2 separate regions of the Sus scrofa genome follow, and region 2 is linked to region 1. A link is a contact called in public Hi-C data. All regions are on one chromosome and are shown on one strand. Each heading gives the region's core, a stretch centred on a gene start, on an enhancer-like site or on the middle of the called end of the contact. The rest is flanking DNA. Distances are from core to core; before and after follow the strand shown. Region 1 holds the start of CTNNA3 (catenin alpha-3). Region 2 overlaps DNAJC12 (dnaJ homolog subfamily C member 12).

What was found. A called contact is a pair of places that touch in the nucleus more often than the background predicts.
Region 2: a contact with region 1 is called in a Hi-C map of liver, with 2.8 times the contacts expected there. The contact joins the enhancer-like site here to the promoter of CTNNA3 in region 1. A contact is called at or near these places in 1 of 5 promoter capture datasets (liver) and 3 of 47 Hi-C or Micro-C datasets (embryonic fibroblasts, fetal liver and liver).

What each region holds. Positions count from the first base shown.
Region 1 is chr14:70,971,431-70,976,588 of Sscrofa11.1, forward strand. It overlaps CTNNA3 (catenin alpha-3), which reads right to left and starts at 3,112. Exons shown (of 19, transcript XM_021074380.1): 1 at 2,889-3,112. TRNAS-UGA (a tRNA gene) reads left to right here and starts at 3,562; the gene lies at 3,562-3,643.
Region 2 is chr14:71,008,965-71,013,862 of Sscrofa11.1, forward strand. It overlaps DNAJC12 (dnaJ homolog subfamily C member 12), which reads right to left. Exons shown (of 6, transcript XM_021072941.1): 5 at 3,710-3,914. Among named protein-coding and RNA genes, the nearest start is that of TRNAS-UGA, 36 kb to the left of the region's middle. Within about 2 kb of position 2,202, at least 3 of the 83 cell types and tissues checked have an H3K27ac peak or open chromatin away from gene starts, as enhancers often do. A contact at or near this core is called in fetal liver and liver, where this site is marked.

The DNA of each region.
Region 1 (5,158 bases), core at 1,862-4,361:
CAGGGAAAAGCCCACCAAAATATTGCAAAATAAGTTTTGATTTGCTATAAAAGAACAAAGAAATGCCCCACACTGCTCCTAAACACACGCCCGTACCTCTCAATATTCTGCCTCTGAGAGTGGCATTGGGAAAGCTTTTGAGTGAAGGCTACCAATATTTGCCTTCCTTACCCAAATTAACTTAATAAAAACTATCACATAAAGGAGTTCCTGCTGTGGCTCAGGGGAAACAAATCTGACCAGTATCCATGAGGATAAAAGTTCGATCCCTGGCCTCGCTCATCAGGCTAAGGATCCAGCAATGCCATGAGCTGTGGTGTAGGTCACAGACACAGCTCAGATCCCACGTTGTGATGGCTGTGGTGTAGGCTGGCAGCTGTGGCTCTGACTCAGCCCCTAGCCTGGGAACTTCCACATGATTCAGGTGTGGCCCTAAAAAGACAAAAACAAACTAACAAAAAAAAACTATCATTTAAAAGAACAGAATCTAGGGGTGGCATGGAGGAGAAGGCAACCAGAATCACAGGGGACTTTTTCAAAGTAAAATGTCCATGGTTTTAAGTCAATGTTTTATGGTGTTATTGTCATGAATGACAATATATTTTAACTGGGTTGGAAGATATATATTTTACTTCTTTTTTTCTACTTGCCGCTCACTGCATTAAATGGCAATGCTAAAGACCTAAGGTTGGAAAATAACTCATTTGGAAATCCACACTTTTTGAGAATAAAATCTATAATAATTCTGATCTCTTGGCTCATTTTAGCAATATGATAAATCATTTGAAAAGGCAATTTCATCTTTTTGAAAAGCCTACATTAATTCAAAGAAGCTGAAAATTAAATGTTAAATGAGGATATTTCACTTCTGAAATGTTGCAAAGAAAATGTAATCACAATTGTTCTTACCAAATACAAATTAACTTTCTAATAGATTCATTTCTTTTGCAGTTTTCTTTTCCCTTATCAAAAAACAAAAAAAGAAAAAAGCCCTCAGTAGAATTTTTGATGGAACTACTTTAATCGAAATCAATTCCCATCAATGCCAAGCTTTTAAGCAATTGTGAAGAGAATTTTTTTTTTTTTCTCGCTTTTCAGGGCTGCACTTGGGGCACATGGAGATTCCCAGGCGAGGGGTCCAGTCGGAGCTACAGCTGCCGCCCTATGCCACAGCCACATCAGCACCAACTACGGATGCGACCTACACCACGGCTCCAGCTCAAGGCAACGCTGGATCCTTAACCCACTGAGCAAGCCCAGGGATCAAACCCACAACCTCATGGTTCCTAGTCAGATTCCTTCCCACTGTACCACAAGGCAATCGCCAAGTGAGGAGAATTCTTAAAACGAAGAGTAGGTTAAGGAAGAGTAAGAACTTTCTGTAAATATTATCCTTCAAATATACAGAAGAAAGGAATTAAAGAAAGACTTCAAAATTAAGATACATGCAACTAGAGATTCTCATACTAAGTGAAGTCAGAAAGAGAAAGACAAATACCACATGGTATCACTTACATGTAGAATCTAAAACATAGCACAAATCTAAAACATAGCACATATCTACAAAGTAGAAACAGATTCACAGACATATAGAAAATAGACTTGTGGTTGTCAAGGGGAAGGGTGGCAATGACTTCCTACTGTACAGCACAGGGAACTATACCCAATCTCTTGGGATGGAACATGATGGAAGATAGTATGAGAAAAAGGATACATACACACACACACACACACACACACACACACACAAATGACTGGGTCACTATGCTGTACAGTATAAATTAACACAACATGGAAAATCAACTATATTATAATAAAAATAAAGTAAAATTAAAAAGAAACGGGAGTTTCCACTGTGGCTCAGGGGAAATGAATGCAACTTGTATCTATAAGGATGCATGTTCAATCCCGGGCCTTGCTCAGTGAGTCAAGGATCCAGAGTTGCCATGAGCTGTGGTGTAGGTTACAGAGGCAGCTCAGATCCCATGTTGCAGTGGCTGTGACCTAGGCCAGCAGCTGTAGCTCCAATTCCACCCCTAACCTGGGAACTTCCATATGCTGCAGGTGAGACCCTAAAAAGAGAAAAGAAAAAAAAAAAACCAAGATACAGTAAAATACTAAGATTAAATTATAGCTTGTCTCAGCACACAGGTAGAATCTAAGAACAACATTAAAAAAAAAAAACTCTCTTCTGAGATGGCATCTACTGGAAAAGTGCAGGTAACTTTATACATATGATAAAAAATCATGCCTTTGAATGTCGGGAATAACTTTGCTCCCATACAGTATTCATAAGGAAATTGAGACCACCCGTGTAGCTCTGCCAAATTAAAAACAAACAAAAAGGGGTAAAATTTCTAAAAAGCAAAATCTTAAGTTAGATAAAACTTATTCTTACATTTCTCAAGTATTTTACTCCCTTTCCACAATTAAATCAGTTTAGACACTTAGCACCTTCATTTAGTTAAGAGAAATGGTATTGAAAAAAATCTCAAGAAAATTCCCAAACTACCAAATGAGGTCACTTAACATACGGACTTCCTGCCTTCGTTTGAAATCTAACGTTGCGATGGATGGTCAGATTTCTAGGAACACTTTCAGAAATTTAACTAGTAAAAGGCCACCTGATGTTTTTCGCAAATTGTCCATCCGCAATAGAATCTGATGCCTGTGGGGAGCCACTTGCTGCGTTTAGAAGTACACTTGCGCCCTGGAATCCGCGGGGCATCCTCGGGCCGCACACCCTGCCGTAGCTCTCTGAGGTGGGCGACAGTGGTACACACAACTACGGGTTCTGAGAACTTTAACAATGACGCAAATAAGCATTTAGAGCATAAGCTACACTTAAAGGTGGGGCGGGTAGTAGCATTTAAAGGTTAAATGCAGACCTAATGCGCCGAACTTTGTTCTCAAATCACCTCCAAGGCTCCCCATCACTTGAGAAAGCCGAGACCACGCTCAGGGGGCGCGGTTTCTTCCCTAGGGTTCAGCAAGGAAAGGGCAATTGAGGAGACAAGAATGAGAGATTACTGTGTGAGCAGGATGCTCAAAGAGGCGAGCGCATAGGCAGCTGCCAGATTCCGTACGCCTTCCCTCACACTTTCCTCTCTTGACGCAGCAAGAGAGCTCAACGCGGGAAACGCTCAACCTCTGACGCAAATGCAGAAATTTTCCAGAGTGCGGGCCCGCAGCACTGAATGAGACGTATCTTAGTTTCACAGCTTTCCGAGTGATCTAATCTTAGTTTCACAGCTTTCCGAGGAAGCGGGAGGGCAAAAACCAAGTAAGGACCAGAAGCCAAGTGTGGTTGCGATTTTCAGAGAGCAGGTAAGGGAAGGGTTTCTAAAACCCTCTTTTAAAGGCTTTTACCTAAACTGCTAAACGGAGTTTTTATTATTTCTTTACTTTCAATAGGTATCCCGCTACTCGAGCAGGCAACCCTAGTCGCCCCTCTCAGAGCAGACCTCTGCGCGGTTCTAGGCCCCGCCTACTTGTGGGTTTGCTGCGCCTGCGCACCACTGTTTCTGTACTAAAGTACCTCCGCTTCACTTTCTTGCCGTAGCAGCGATGGCCGAGTGGTTAAGGCGTTGGACTTGAAATCCAATGGGGTCTCCCCGCGCAGGTTCGAACCCTGCTCGCTGCGGAAATGCCAGGCTACCTGGTGGTTGCCTTTTTTGCATCCTTTATAAGATTCCTGCAGATACAGACTTCACTCTTTCCCTGATTGCAGAGAAGTTTAGTGTGTTACAGAAAAGTCAATACATGTCAAGGCTACTGTTATGCGATAAGTCCTCCTTTATCCTAATTAGTAAGCTGATAGTTTTAGAATTGGTTCCTCAACATGAAGAACAAGTTTGCAAAATAAAAATAATATAAATATTTGCAGAAATTTTCAACCAATCACAGCCTGAACAAGCTATCATCTCATTAAAGCTGATGTCAGGGCTAATGCTACCTCACCTTCCATCTCAGAATCACCTTCAAGGGTTCCCCCACCACATCCAAAAAGTGGTGTGATATTCGAGATAATAAAACCTTTGAAAAGTTCAACTTCTAAATCACAATAGATAGATCCACATAATGAAACACTTTTCCTGTAGTCACAATTGTATTAATTTTACAATTTTAGTATTCGGTATTAATTTTACCAAAGACATGGGAAGACTTTCCAGATGCATTGCCAAATGCAAAAAGTTGGACAGGGTAGAAAACAATATATATTATGATCACATTTTTGTTGAACAAATCATGTATAAAATCTCTTAATCATTTAAGCGGCAAGATTGACAGAAAAAGAGAGAGTAAATGGGGACTGGAAAGAAATAATAAAAATTTTAGCAGTAATTATTATCTCTAGATGATAGGATTTTAATTTGCTTCACAGATAGTTTTTGCTTAACTGAGTTTTCTCAAATGTGTATATGGATCCTGCAATTTTTTTAATAATAAAAGGAAATTGTGAGGTTAGTCTTTGAGACCCTGCACATTCCCTTTCTGCTCCCTCCCACCCCATGCTTTCCAGGTGTTCTTACTGAGTTCCCTGACATCTCAGGACTAGGAATAGTTTTCAAGGGTACTTGAATTAGATTCCATCCATTCTATTTGAGACTTGACTGAACACATACATCACCACATTCACATCTTCAATCCATCTTCTCTGCCCAATCCCCTCTTCTTCTGCCCCCATTTGAGTCACTTATAAATGACTGTATTAGTTTCCTAACTGGTCTCCTTCCCTCTTTCAGTCAGGATCACATCCAGCTGCAAATAACCGAAAACCCAACCTTAGTGGCTTAAACACATAAGGGATTTGTCTCAGGAAACCTGGGAATAGCAATTCTCAGATGAAACAGGGAACAGGGATCTTTCCAGCTTTCTAATCTTTTGTTTTTAATGCATAAGCCTCATCCCCTGCTTGTTGTCTCATTGTCCTAAGATGGTTGCCAAATCTCCAGACCCCGCATCTGTATTCAGATGCAAAGGAGAAAGACAAAAACCCTCAGTTCAAATCTCATTTGCTTGAACTGCGTAACATGACTACCACTACCTACGAGGAATTCTAGTGAAAGTAAGTGGTTTGTAGCTACCATTTCAAAACTGGAATTCTGTTGGTAAGGAAGAGAGATGGATGAATACTAAGTGGGCAACAAACTGTATC
Region 2 (4,898 bases), core at 952-3,451, 37 kb after region 1:
GCCAGATCTGCGACCTACACCACAGCTCACGGCAAGGCAGGATCCTTAACCCACTGAGCGAGGCCAGGGATTGAACCCAACCTCTTGGATGCTAGTTGGGTTCATTAACCGCTGAGCCACGACAGGAACTCCCCACAATTTATTCTGAGTAAATAACAATACATCTACACTATGGACTATTTGTCAGGTGTTAAAAGCAATAAGTACATTCTAAATATTAAGGACTAAGAAGTTCCATAGTAATAAAAACTAACACTAAAAAAGCACTGGTGGAGTTCCCATTGTGGCTCAGTGGTTAAGAATGCAACTACAACCTCTGAGAAATTGCAGGTTTGATCCCTGGCCTTGCTCAATGGGTTAAGGATCCAGTGTTGCCACAAGCTTCTGCGTAAGTCAAAGATGTGGCTTGGATCCAGTGTTGCCGTGGCTGTGGTGTAGGCCTCAGCTGCATCTCCAATTCAACCCCTAGTCAGGGAACTTCCATATGCCACAGGCGCCGCCATAAAAAGGAAAAAAAGCACTAGCTGTGTAGTATCGGCCTAAATATTTTACGTATGTTGTTTACTTCTCAAAAAGACTTTACAAGGGAGAAACTAATATTTTAAGCATCATACAGAGATAAGAAAATGCAGATACAGAGAGGTTAATTTGCCTCCCCAAGGTCACACAACTCATTAGGGGGAAAAGCTAGGCTCTGGTTCCAGAGTCAGTGCTCCTAGCTAGTGTATGATAGAGAGGAACGTGCACAGTATAATTCCATTTGTTATGTGTAAAGTCCTCATAAATAAACATACACTTATATATGCCTTTGTTAGCATAGAGAACAGCATGGGTGAGAACACATCTGAGCATCTGCATTGGTTACCTCAGGAGGCAGAAACAGAGAAGGACAGGTCATGAGGCTAGACCCTAAGTTACTGTCTATATATGAGTCTTTGAATTGTTTAATGACAAGTTTATATTACTTTGGGGTTTGTTTCACTTTATTATAGTTGATTTACAATGTTCTGTCCATTCCTGCAGTACAGCAAAGTGACCCAGACATACATATATATACATTCTTTTTCTCATATTATCTACTACCATGTTCTACCACAAGTGATTATAGTTCCCTGTGCTATACAGCAGTACCTCATTGCTTATCCATTCTAAACGTGATAGCTGCATCTACTAACCCCAAACTCCCACCCCCCTCCATACTCCCCTTTAGCAACCACAAGTCTGTTCTCTATGTCTGTGAGTCTTTTCTGTTCTGTACATAGGTTTATCTGTGCCGTATTTTAGATTCCACATATAAGTGATATCATGTGGTATTTGTCTTTCTCTTTCTGACTTACTTCACTTGGTATGAAAATCTCTAGTTGTATCCAAGTTGCTGGAAATGGCATTATTTTGTTCTTTTTTATGCCTGCATAGTTAAATAACTATTTTTTAAAAGAAAGAGAAAAAAAATTGCTTTTCTTTTTAGGGCTCCTCCTGCAGTAACTGGACATTCCAGGGCTGGGGTCAAATCGGAGCTGCAGCTGAGACCTTTGCCACAGCAACACTGGATCCAAGCCACAGCTTGCACCAACACCAGATCCTTAACCCCCTGAGTGCAAGGCCAGAGATCAAACCCACGTCTTCATGGAAACTATGTCAGGTTCTTTTTCTTTTTCTTTTTCTTTTTTTTTTTTTTTTTTTGTCTTTTTGCCTTTTCTAGGGCCACTTCCCGCGGCATATGGAGCTATAGCCGCCGGCCTACGCCACAGCCACAGCAATGCAGGATCCTTAACCCACTGAACAAGGCCAGGGATCGAACCTGCAACCTCATGGTTCCTAGTCGGATTCGTTAACCACTGCGCCACAACAGGAATTCCACTATGTCAGGTTCTTAATCTGCTGAGCCATAATTTTTTCCCAAGAAAATTTTATAGAATCTCTTGAGACGGATTTAAGTGGAGCTTCAGTGTGATTTTCTGGCATGATTGATCCCCTTAATTCTGTTGAACTCAGACTAGGTCTGACTCTGAAATAGAAGGTCACAGGAAGGCCATAGGGGTTCAAGAAGCACAGATCTAAACATTCTGATGCTAAATGGAGAAATATTTACCTGTCTGCCTGGGTGTGCCTGTGAGTGGGTGTTTGTAGGTGTATGTTTGCCTAAAACACTGTTTTTCTGGCATTTGGTCTTCTACTTTGATCAGTTTGTTATACTGTAACTACTTCCAGTTATGAGGATGATGCAATCAATGGAGACCTACAAAAGGATCTCTTGGGTAACCTCATTGCAGTAGGGTGCCTGAATGAAGCTCTAAGGATCTTTATTCCCAACAAGTAGTGAGCATGTGAAAGTTCTCCCCAAAGAGAGTTTTGAAGTGACTATTTCTAGAAAGACTCCCGTTCACCAAAAACTATCATCTTTTTTTTATAGTAAGTGTTCAAGGACATTCAGGAACCTTCTGCTTAAAGGCTAAATTCTAACCAGATGTTAGAATAACTGAGAATCAAGAATCTAGAGGAGGAGTTCCTGTCGTGGCGCAGTGGTTAACGAATCCGACTAGGAACCATGAGGTTGCGGGTTCAGTCCCTGCCCTTGCTCAGTGGGTTGACGATCCGGCTTTGCCGTGAGCTGTGGTGTAGGCTGCAGACGCGGCTCGGTCCCGAGTTGCTGTGGCTCTGGCATAGGCCGGCGGCTACAGCTCAGATTCGACCCCTAGCCTGGGAATCTCCATATGCCGCGGGAGCGGCCCAAGAAATAGCAAAAAGACAAAAAAAAAAAAAAGAATCTAGAGGAGAGTTACAGTGTATATACATAACACACCTCTACAAAATAAACACAGTGGGATAGCCAGATAGACAAAGAAATGATAACAGTAGCTAACAATTACCCAGGGCCTGCAATAGTCAAATCACTGTGCTGAGCATTCAGCATGGATCGCCTCATTTAATCCTCATGGTAAAGCTATGAGAAGATTCCACTCTGTCCTCTATTTTGTAGATGAGGCAACTGAAGAGTAGAGAAGTTCAACTTTTACTGAGTAATACAGATAATAAATGGTAGATCTAGGATGTGAGCCAGGTAGTGTAGCTTGGGAGCCGAATTTAAGCTCTGTAATACCTTCTTCAGTGGATCTATACCTGAATCAGCTATCTACAGAGCTACTTACAGATGAGGCATCTTCTCAGGATAGTGCAACACCTTAGAACACAGATTAAGCAGCCAGACTCCCTCAGTTCAGACCCCTTTCCTGCCACATACAAGCTGGATAACCTTGAGAAAATTATTCAACCTCTCTAGGCTTCAGTTTTCATTTGTAAAGTGAGAATAATATTGATACCAACCTCACAAAATTGGAGTGAGAATTAACTAAATTAATATATATATAATTAATAGTAAATGACATAATAAATACCAAGTAATATATGTAAAGAGCATTTCTTTACGTAGTAAACACCCAACATGTTAGCCAGTGTTATTTCGGTAAAGCAGATGATCCCCCACCCCAAAAAAGAAGATGATCCCAGAAATGTCTAAAATTTTCTGTTGCAAGGAATGTATTAAAGAATATGTCTTCTAGTTCTGCGTCACTCTTAGTTTAAGGTGCTTAACCAAGCCTTTATTTGTCACTATTGTGCAAGTGGAAAAGTTGGGAATAAACACCATATAAACCAAGACTTAATTTCAGACCTTCTCTGTTCTTCAAAGCTACCCCGTGACATGACTTACTTGGAGAATCTGAATTTTGTGGGGAGAATGACTTCTCCAGGGAATTTGATTCTTTTTGCTCCATTTTCTCTGTGGTTGAATCCAGCTCCTCTTTCTTTATTTCTTTTTGCTCATTCCATTCCTGATTTTCCATTTTGTTGGTATGAGTCTGGTCAGATTCTTCCAGCATCAGATCTTTTTTACCTCTGACAGCCCAGTGCATTGACTACATTAAATAAAAGCAGACATATAAAATTGATATTACATAGTTTCTATATTTAAAGTTCAATATGGGATAACACCAGACCTACTATTACAGTGCTGATGAACAAAATGTTAAACTTAACTATCTGCCAGATATTAAACAATTAATTCAGATATTAATCAATTAATCCTCACTGATTTGGAAGACTAAGAATATAAGAAGAAATCCACAGCCTCATAGAGAGCCAAGGGACCAACATCAGAGAGATTCAATGAATGAGACATTTCTTCAGAAAGTTAAACATAAAATTACCGTATGGCCCAGCAATTCAATTCCTAGGCACATACCCAAAAGAACTGAAAGCAGATATTCCAAAGAAAAACTTGACAAATGTTCATAGCAGCACCAGTCACAGGAGTCAAAGGTGGGAATAACCCAAATGGCCGTCAGCTCACAAATGGATAAGCAAAAATGTGGTAGAGCCATACCATGAAATATTATTCTGCCATAAAATAGGAATGAAGTACTGCAAACATGGATAAACCTTGAAAACATTATGCTAAGTAAAAGAAGTTAGATATAAAAAGCCATACATTGGAATTCCCTGGTGGCTAAGTGGGTTAAGGATCTGGCACTGTGACTGCTATAACTCTGGTTATTGCTATGGCACAGGTTCAATCCCTAGCCTGGGAAATTCCACATGCTGCAGGCGCAGCCAAAAAAAAAGCCACATATTGTATGATTCCAGACTATACAAATCCATAAAGATATAAAGCAGATTAGTGGTTACCAGGAGCTGGGGGAGAAGGGAACAGGGCACGATTGCTAAGAGGCTTCCTTTTGAGGATATGAAAAAGTTCTGAAACTAGGTAGTGATGATACACAAACAACATGGTGAATGTATTTAATGCCACTGAATCATTCACTTTAAAATGGTTAAAATCCAAGTTCTCTTGTAGCACAGAGGGTTAAGGATCCAGTGTTGTTACTACAGCAGCTTGGGTC